Regions from separate parts of the Lactuca sativa genome. Here region 2 is linked to region 1. A link is a contact called in public Hi-C data. All regions are on one chromosome and are shown on one strand. The core of a region is the stretch at or near the end of the contact, and the rest is flanking DNA. Distances in the headings are between cores, read along the strand shown. Region 1 holds the start of LOC111906568 (enolase). Region 2 holds the start of LOC111906564 (protein PSK SIMULATOR 1).

What was found. A called contact is a pair of places that touch in the nucleus more often than the background predicts.
Region 2: a contact with region 1 is called in a Hi-C map of leaf, with 5 times the contacts expected there. The contact joins the promoter of LOC111906564 here to the promoter of LOC111906568 in region 1. A contact is called at or near these places in 3 of 4 Hi-C or Micro-C datasets (leaf and seed).

Annotation. Positions count from the first base shown.
Region 1 is chr1:62,985,868-62,990,761 of Lsat_Salinas_v11, forward strand. LOC111906568 (enolase) reads right to left here and starts at 2,347. Exons shown (of 12, transcript XM_023902318.3): 1 at 2,191-2,347; 2 at 1,608-1,671; 3 at 1,317-1,381; 4 at 1,188-1,235; 5 at 1,001-1,087; 6 at 840-920; 7 at 591-773; 8 at 291-506; 9 at 7-201. The coding sequence starts at 2,256.
Region 2 is chr1:63,149,422-63,154,315 of Lsat_Salinas_v11, forward strand. LOC111906564 (protein PSK SIMULATOR 1) reads left to right here and starts at 1,996. Exons shown (of 2, transcript XM_023902314.3): 1 at 1,996-2,154; 2 at 3,037-4,664. The coding sequence starts at 3,087. The coding sequence ends at 4,538.

The DNA.
Region 1 (4,894 bases), core at 1,097-3,596:
ACTTACAGTTGGGTTAGTGACCAAAAGATCATCTCCAACAATCTGTACTTTGTCACCACATTCAGCAGTCATCTTGGCATATGTCTCCCAATCATCTTGATCAAATGGATCTTCAATGGAGACAATTGGGTATTCACTCACAAACGATTTGTAAAGATCCTTCAGTTGTACTCCTGAAATCTTTTGTGACCCGTTGTTGTTCTTCATATACACACACACACAAATTCAATAAATCAATCAAACAAAATGTATTTCTGGTGTTGAATGATTAAAAAAAAAAAAAAACTTACCTCTTCTTTGAAGTTGAGATCATAAGTTTTGTCTTTTCCATAGAATTCAGATGCAGCAACATCCATTCCAATCACAACTTTTCCAGTGTAACCAGCTTGACCAATGGCTGTTTTGAGCAACTCAAGTCCTTCCTTGTTTTCTTGAATATTAGGGGCAAATCCACCTTCATCACCAACATTTGTTGCATCTTGACCATATTTCTTCTTGATAACAGACTGTGATGTCAAGTGTCAACACAAGTAAAGATTAGTGTGTAATTCACATGTTTATAGAGAAACATGTTTTAAAAAAAAATGTACCTTTAAGTTATGGTATACTTCAACACCCATTTTCATGGCTTCCTTGAAACTTGAAGCACCAGTTGGAAGAATCATGAATTCCTGCATAGCAAGCTTGTTTCCAGCATGTGATCCACCATTGATGACATTGAATGCAGGTACTGGTAATACTAGTTTCTTGTTTCCAGCCAAGTTTGCAATATGCTGTGAGAAGTTTTTAAATCAGATATTAGATATTGTTTTTTATTTGGGAAATGTAATGTTTGTTACCTTGTAAAGGGGAATGTTTTTGACACTAGCACCTGCTTTGCAGAGTGCAAGAGACACTGCTAGAATGGCATTTGCTCCAAGCTGTAAGCAAGAAAGTAGATCATTTATAAATATGAAAATAAATAAATAAATTTAAGATTTGAAAGTTGAGAGTATATTACCTTTTGCTTGCACCAACCCCACTCATTTTTAGTTCCATCAAGTTCTTGAACCATGTAGTTGTCAATACCAGTTTGATCAGTTGGATCCTGTAATTTGAACATATATGTTTAGATCATGTATGTTGCTACTTCAAATGATGATATTTAAATTGATATTGAGGGGAAAGAGTGAATTGATGAAACAAACCTTGCCTACAATAGCAGGTCCGATTATGGTGTTCACATTGGAAACAGCCTACTCATAGAATGTAAAAGTTAGTTTATAGTGTAAAAAATAAAGAAAAGCATCAATCCAGATTCCAGAGTATTATCTTACCTTGGAAACACCTTTTCCAAGGTAGTCTGAGCCTCCATCTCTTAGTTCAAGTGCTTCATAGATGCCTACAAGACAAAATTAATGTGCATTTGTTATTATTACATCTGAAATTCTAGCAAAACATTATATCTGCTTGCAGATTAAATGCATGATTGTCTACTGTCAACACCATTGATATACGATATCAAAGGGCTGTACTAAACAGCTTTGAACCAAGTATGATAAAAAGTAAAAAGATATGCATAGATCGATTCAGGGAAAACATTTTGAGAAAAAGTTGGTAGATCTTACCAGTGGATGCCCCACTGGGAACAGCAGCTCGGTGCCATGTACCATTTGATAGTGCAATATCCACCTATATCACAGAAATATTAACATCCGAATTTCAGGAAAAGTAACTAATTAGGGATCAATCAGGATATGAAACACCGTTTCTAGATTATGATTTAATATGAACGTCATCTGTAGATTAATATACTTATGCTTCTTTTTCACAATTAGACATATGCAGTTGACGTCAAAATTTGATATAAATTTAAATATCTACTCAAAGTATAAAAATGTAACGCTCCGATTCATAGCAAAACTAATCTTGTAGAATCAGAGCATTGATCCATATGCTATATCAATAAAATTGATCTAAAAGGAACCAAACCACGATTACTCAGTTATCGCTTTAGTTAATCTCATTCATAGCAAAACTAATCATAAAAACGACGATAACTGTTTCAAACAAAAACCTAACGTTAACTTAAACCGTAATCATAATTGGAATAGAGATCAGCGATTGGACATTTCAAAACGATGTTAATTCATAAGAAAACGGTGAAATACCCGATTAAGAACCCAAATGGATTTACGAAGGGAAACAAACCTCGACGGTAGGGTTGCCTCTGCTGTCGAAGATTTGTCGTGCTTTTACTTCCTTAATGGTGGCCATATTCGCTTCTTCGTTGAGATTAAGATGCAGAAAGAGAGAAATATAAGGAGGAGAAGTGTGAAATGTGAGTGAGTGAACGCCATGTATTTGTAGGTGGTTGAGGAATTTATAACCTCCCGTGATGAAAAAGTCGCGAGAATAATACTCGCTCCGAAATAGAAGAATATCAAATCCTTCTATTTATGGGTTTTTCTAAAAAAATTTAACTTTTGAAACATTCATTTCATTTTCAAGTTTATACATGTGTTGGTTATTTTTAAGTTTTATAAAATTACTGATGGCTTGTAAAAAATTTTATAAAAAAACTATTTCATCCCATTTTAATTTATTAATTATGTGATAATTTAGTGAAAGTTTTTGGGCGTCTTTTACATAGAACTTATAATAGCTTTTGAGAGTTTTTAATAAAAAACATGAAAAAAAAAAAATGTTTCGTTAGACAACAATAGTTTTTACCTTTTATTTTAAATTAAAAATTAAAAATTCAATAACTACTCTAAATAACTTTTATACGAGTTTTTAGCTTTTAAAAAATTTTAACTTGTTTTTAATTAATTTTATACGTTTAAAAGCTAACAACTATTTTTTTTCCAAAAATTTATATATAAATAAAAACTACAACTTCCACCTACTAACTATCAAATTCTAGCTACCAATTTTTTTTAGTAATGACAGAAAGATATATTAAAAAACAAAACTAGCAAGAAACTAACACAAAAAGGTCTAAACCATTACAAGAACACAAGAGTTGAGTTTTGAAACCACAACATCCGATCAATAGATAGTTTAGACCTATTACAATACCAAAGATAAAAATGAAAAACAATGCTATTGAAAATAGTACTCTTTTTTGGTATATCTTTACAAAAAAACAACCCTATTTCGAAACATCCATAAAAACCACCATGCAACAAAGAACATCCCTTCCATAACATCTTTCAAATTCTTCCACATTCTGGTGTTACCAAACCAATCAGACCAATCAATAGTAGAGTTAAAGTCATGCTCCTCCAAACCCCACCACTTCAAGATTCTATGAATGACTCCATTAGCAACAAAACAAGAAAAGAACACATGATTAACTAATTCCACTCCATCATTATAGACAGGGCATAAAATCGATTGAATCTCCAAGCCTTTCAAAGATAAATTATGTCTTGTAGGTAACCTATCCAAAAACATTTTCCAATAGAAAATATTTACTTCAATAGGAATCAAACACATCCATCTAGTAGCATTACCACCCGAACCCAAAGTAGCAAAGTCCACCAAATTCCAAGCATAAGAAACTGTATAATTACCTGAGGTATCTAAATCCCAAACCCATTTATCACGATCCCAGTTAACAGAAATTGATGAAAGAGTGGAATTTAAACCAACCAACTGGTCAGACTTTGCTCCACCTAAACAAGAACGACGAAAAGAATCAACAATCAAATTACTGTTGCATTTAACCGCAACAAAGACTTCCTTATTACTCTCTAGGGAAAATAACTGCGGTAATCGATCTTTAAGAGGTGTTTCTCTAACCCACACATCCAACCAAAAAAATTATTAACGCCATTACCAATCAATTTCTTGCAATAACCAAATAAATCAACACCTTTCTTACGTAAAGCATAGGAGGCACGGATAATATCAATCCAAACTGAGTGTCGATTAGATCTGATATCAGAATCCAAGAGACCATGAACCCCATGAATAGCTTTAATAACACGCATCCATAAAGAATCAGGAGAAGACTGAAACCTCCATATCCATTTGAAGAGAAAGGCTCTATTCAAAGCAAAAAAACTACCCACTCCCAAACCACCATGAATTTTCGCCATCAACACCTTCTCCTAAGCCACCCAAGCAATCTTCCTTTCATCTTTCCTAATGCCTAAAAAAAAGCATTCCTCAAAGCTTCCAATTAACAAGAATACCAGAAGGGGCCTTGAGCAACGACATATAAAAATTAGGTATAGAACCTAAAACTGATTTAAGAATAGTGAGACGACCGCCAACTGAAAGAGTATCGATCTTCCATTTAGATAATCTCGACTCAATCTTTTGCACCACAATATACCACGAATGGGGTCTATTCATAGAGCCACCCACCATCAATCCAAGATAAATAAAAAGAGTCTTAAAAGTTGCACAACCAACTAAAGAAGACACCATCTCAACTTCATCAAAAGGAACACCAACTCCCAAAAGACGAGATTTGTTAATATTAATCTTTAACCCATAATCCAAGAAAAAACACTGCAGAATAGTGACAATGCTAGAAAAAATCTCCACTTTCCAATCTCTAATGAAAATCACATCATTCGCGTAAAAAAGGTGAGAAATTAGGAAATTAGGTTTAATGGCAAGAGGCGAAAAAATCCCTCTGCCATAGCACGAGAAAAATCAATATGCAAAGTCTCCATCACCAGAATAAAAAGAAAAGGAGAAAGAGGATCTCTTTGTCTTAACCCTTTATAAAACTGGAACTCTTCCGTAGGGCTACCATTAATTAAAACAAAACCCATAGAAGAATATAAACATCCCCTAATCAAACCCCGCCACCTAGTTCCAAAGCCAAACTTTCCAAGAATATCATCAAGAAAATCCCATTTGACAGAATCATACATTTTCTCAAAATCTACTTTAA
Region 2 (4,894 bases), core at 746-3,245, 160 kb after region 1:
ATCGAGCACTAATTTTGTGTTTATTTTCTATTTATTTTTTTGGAAAAAATCTTTTGAGAACTTATATATGTATATGGGAACATATTTACGTTTGTACATTATCACAGAATGTTTGTTTTTTAGAAGACTATAAATGTCAAATCGTCTTGGTGGCATTTTTATCAAAAAGACAAGGATCAAAGCATGCAAATGGGAATATGTAATTATTTAATCAAAACTTCTTTTTGTCTTTGGTTTGTATATTTCGATGCAAAATGCTACATGGTCTAGCTGAATACATATATAAATATGACCAATTAACCATATATATTAAGTATGTTGATCATACAAGATATTATTCCAATTCATTTTGTCATTAACATTTAAAGCGCAACAAATATTGATCAATGTTATAAAATATAATTATTTAAATTTTAGTATTGAAAAACTATTTTAATTTTAAAAAAAAATCAGTTTATTTATATTTTAATTTGTTTTAATAGATTATAGACGTTAAAAAAAACAAACATTTTTCTTGCAGACCGCAAATATTTGGTTTATCTTTTTTTTTGAAGTCTGACTACATACATATTACCTCTTAAAAAACAAATGACAGCTAAATTACAATAAACTCAGAAATTAAATTAACTTATAAACGAGCTATACACCTTAAACATAAACTAATATTGAACATAGATTTAAAGAGGACTTCATTGAAATACTTTTTCTAATGGCTAAAAACCAAATATGATCATATACAATAACATTTAAAACCTGACTAAAAATAATTTCACAACAATACAAACCAAATGATGCACAAACAAGGGCACATTGCATTATAAACAAACACCTAAGTATAAGTTTATATAAAATTAGCAGATTTGTTATTATAAGTATAACTTTCTATAAAATTATATGAAAGCACTTTAATTTGAAAAATTATAATAAATAGACATAATATATAAGTTGAGTTTAATATTGTTTCTCCAAAAAGAACCCTTGGATGGAAGGACTCCATTCTTCCCACTTCAATCTTCAACATATGGAAATAGATCCCTACCAACTCATATTTTTTTAAACAAGTTTTGATGTATATACTAAAAGTTGAGAGGAGAGAGAAAAAAAAATTGAGAATTAGAAGACTTCAACGTACATAAAGATATATAAAACACCATCCCACTAATATGAGACATATTAACAATAAATCCTTTATGCTGAATCGAAGCTTAAAAAGATTTATAAAATATTTTTACAAATAGATTCGGATATTAATAGAAATTCATTAAGGTTCTTAAAATCATTTATATACAATTGTATCACATAACTCTACAGCTCATCCAATAGTCCCTACTCCCAATGGTCCAAACGAATATCAATCTTTTTTCCAAGTCAAATGATCAATAAAAAGAAAATGGTTAATGATGGTTATAATAAGTAAAATCAAATCATTATTCCCGACAAGTCAATTTTTGGTCCAAAAGAAAGACAAAAACACATATGATAAATTCTTAATTTCTAGAACTTTGACATAGTAAAACAAATATATTGTTGTATAACATTCGGCCGGAATTTACAACATCGAGGACAACAATATACCAAGTAGTCTTTGTTTCATCCAAATGGACAAAAACGTAAGGGGAAAAAACATCTTACAACTTGTGATTGGAATTTCAATTATAATTGAAAGAAAATAGTTTAAATGTTTTAAAAAATCATATGGTATGGATACAATTGTTGGTTTTTGTCAAATCTATTATATCATAGCGAAACTATTATCTTTTATATGAATTTGAATTGATTTTATGGTAGGTAAAATATTTTAAATCTATTATATCATAAACAAACTATTACTTTTTTAAAGTATTTCATTGATTTTGTATAGCATCCTTTTAATTGAATAATTATTGTTTTATATATTATCGACGTTGAAAATCATAATAATGCCTCTACACGGCGTCGTTTGCTAACATATCCCCTGAAGATCCGGTTAACAGATAAGTTCATCGAATCCACCGATTTGGGTCGCATTTATATCGAGTCCTTTTCAGTTTTAGCTCACGTTTCTGTTGCGCCTCTCACAACAGAAAGAAACCCATCCCACCTGTCTCTCTGCGGTTCTTCTTCGCAGGTCAATGTTGCTTCGAACATCTCCGCAGCTCTGGTTCTGAATTCTATGTGAGTTTTCTTGTTCGACACCCAGGTTTTACCTTGCATTATCGATTCAAATCTGTAACATGTAATGAAATTGCGTGTGGGTCTTGATAGAAGAAAGGATTATCTGCATTTGCTCAATTTGTTTAGCTTCTGTTGCTTCAAATGCAAAATTAGAACAATTCGTAGTGAAGTTTCTCGTTTCTGCTTACGAATTCTTTGCGTTTTTTTGTTTCAAGTCCCCCTTTAGTTGTATAATCGATTCGAATACTTGGATTCTTGTGAAATTTCAAGTGGGTGTCGATATAAGATTCGATCTTTCGCATTTTCTCAAATTTCTAATTTCCCTTGCTTTAATTTGTTGTGACTTTTTCTTGTTTCTGCTTCCGAATTGTTATTTTGTTAGTGAGTTTTCTTCCTGGAAACCAAGATAATATGTTGTACCATCAACTAAAATCTATGATTTGCTGTGAAATTTCATGTGGGTGTGGTAAAAGAAACAATTTTTTGCGTTCTCTTGATGTGTTTAATTTATGTTGCCTCAAATGCTGAAGTAAATCAATTTGTTGCGACACTTCTTGTTTATGCTTATAAGTTGTTTGTGGGTTTTCTTGATTCAAACTAGACCATGTCACCAACCATGATGATCCAAATCTGTATTTTTTTTTCATGAAATTTTATATGGGCATGATGGAAGAAAATATATTTTATCAATTTTTCAATTTGCTTAGCTTTTTGTCTCTTCAAATGCCGAATTAAACCGAGGTTTTGACTTTTGATACCAAAATTTTCAAGATTTGTACAAAGTGTTATGAAGTTCGATTCTTTGATCTTTTAAGGGTCAAATGAGTTAGCTTTTCAACTTTAAAATTGATTAGTTTCTTGAAAATCTTGTTGTTTCTTTAGCAGGATAATTGAATATACACCACGATTTTCTCTAAGATCAATTGTAAAGCATGGGGATCGAAACAATGGAGTCATCATGGTTTAATACTATCTGGAAATCTTCACGGAAACCCACAATCCTGGAGCCCGAAAGACCCTTAATCGGGATAATGTCATTTGAAGTCTCCAGATTAATGACAAAAGTTGCTAATTTATGGCAATTCCTAACCCATAAACAAATGACCTGGTTACAAGACCAACTCAGTAACTCACTTGGAACTCAGAAGCTCGTTTCAGATGACCACAATTACCTCATGGAGCTTGCACTACTTGAAATCCTAGACAACATCAAGTGTGTGGCTCAAGCCGTGGCTAGGCTCGGGAAAAAGTCAATGGATCCAATTTACAATAATCTTGACCACATTTTCGATAATCCTATGGAGATTGATGTTAATTGGTGTGGGTGGGAGTATAGATTGAAGAAAATGGAGAAACGGGTCAAAAAAATGAAGAGATTTACTGCAGTTACTTCACAGTTGTATGAAGAATTAGAAGTGTTACATGAGCTTGAAAACGATTTAAAAATAATGCAAGAAAACAACACGGATCAAATGAAATTACACGAATTTCAGAAGAAAGTGGCGTGGCAACATGAAGAGGTCGCTGATCTACGTGAGATGTCCGTGTGGGTTCGCTCGTATGATTACATTCTCAGGCTACTCGTTCGATCGCTTTTAACAATAGTCAATAGGGTGAAGGGCGTTTTCGGAATAACGCGAAGAAGCTCGGGTCATATCTCACGTGGAGGAAGTGATATTGGAAAGGGAAACTGTTTTGCGCGAAGTAATTCCATTTCTGCCCTTGTATCGGTCTACCCTTTTGAACGCGACATTAAGAGGTCAGCATCGAATCTTGGAGATAAAGCAGTAAAATCAAGAAACACGGGTCAAGTTGGATCGGGTTGTGTTTTATTGGATTCCAAGAAAAGATTGTTTCAAAAACCTACACTTGGTGATGCAGGTTTATCTCTTCATTATGCAAATGTGATTATATTTATTGAAAGATTAGCGATTGCACCTCACTTTATTTGTCCTGAAGCACGAGAAGATCTTTATCAAATGTTAACCACAAGAATCAAGAACTCATTTAGAGTGAAAATTAAAAACGAGGGTGTCAAGGTTTATAGTCGTGATCTTGCATATGAGTGGAGTTCGTTGATGCAAAAAACACTCAATTGGTTGGCTCCACTTGCTCATAATATGATAAAATGGCATTCTGAGAGGAATTTTGAGAAGCAACGGATGGGATTGGGTGGAATTGTGCTTCTTGTTAATACTTTACATTATGCGGATCAAGTGAAGTGTGAAGATGCAATTACGGAGCTTGTTATGGGGCTTCATTATGTTTCAAGATTTGGGAGAGAAATTAATGATAAGGCTTTTGTGGGGTGTGGGTATGGTGGAGAGTTTGATGATTATTTGGTTCATAAGTGTAAGATAGATTCGATTGAGTTATATGACTAATTTGCTGTGAAATTTGTCTTCTTGACTCTATGGTGCCTTCAACAAGTCCTAGCGGTTGTTTGATATTGGATCACAACTAAAAGCTTGTGATTCGGTTCTATTGAATCTGATATGCCTCTTATTGTGTCTGATAAGCGGTTGGGTGCGACTTAATCAAACATTGGATCAATGACTCAATCAATAACTATTAAACAATCAACTTTTATCAAATGTTTTTAGAACTATATTCGAATCTTAAAAAGTAGATCGGTAAGATTTTAACACATATTAAAAGCTTTCAAACGTCTATGGTCACTACAAATATCTAATCATTTTGGTTTGGAGAAGTTGATGTTTTTGTCAAGAGAGGAAAAGTG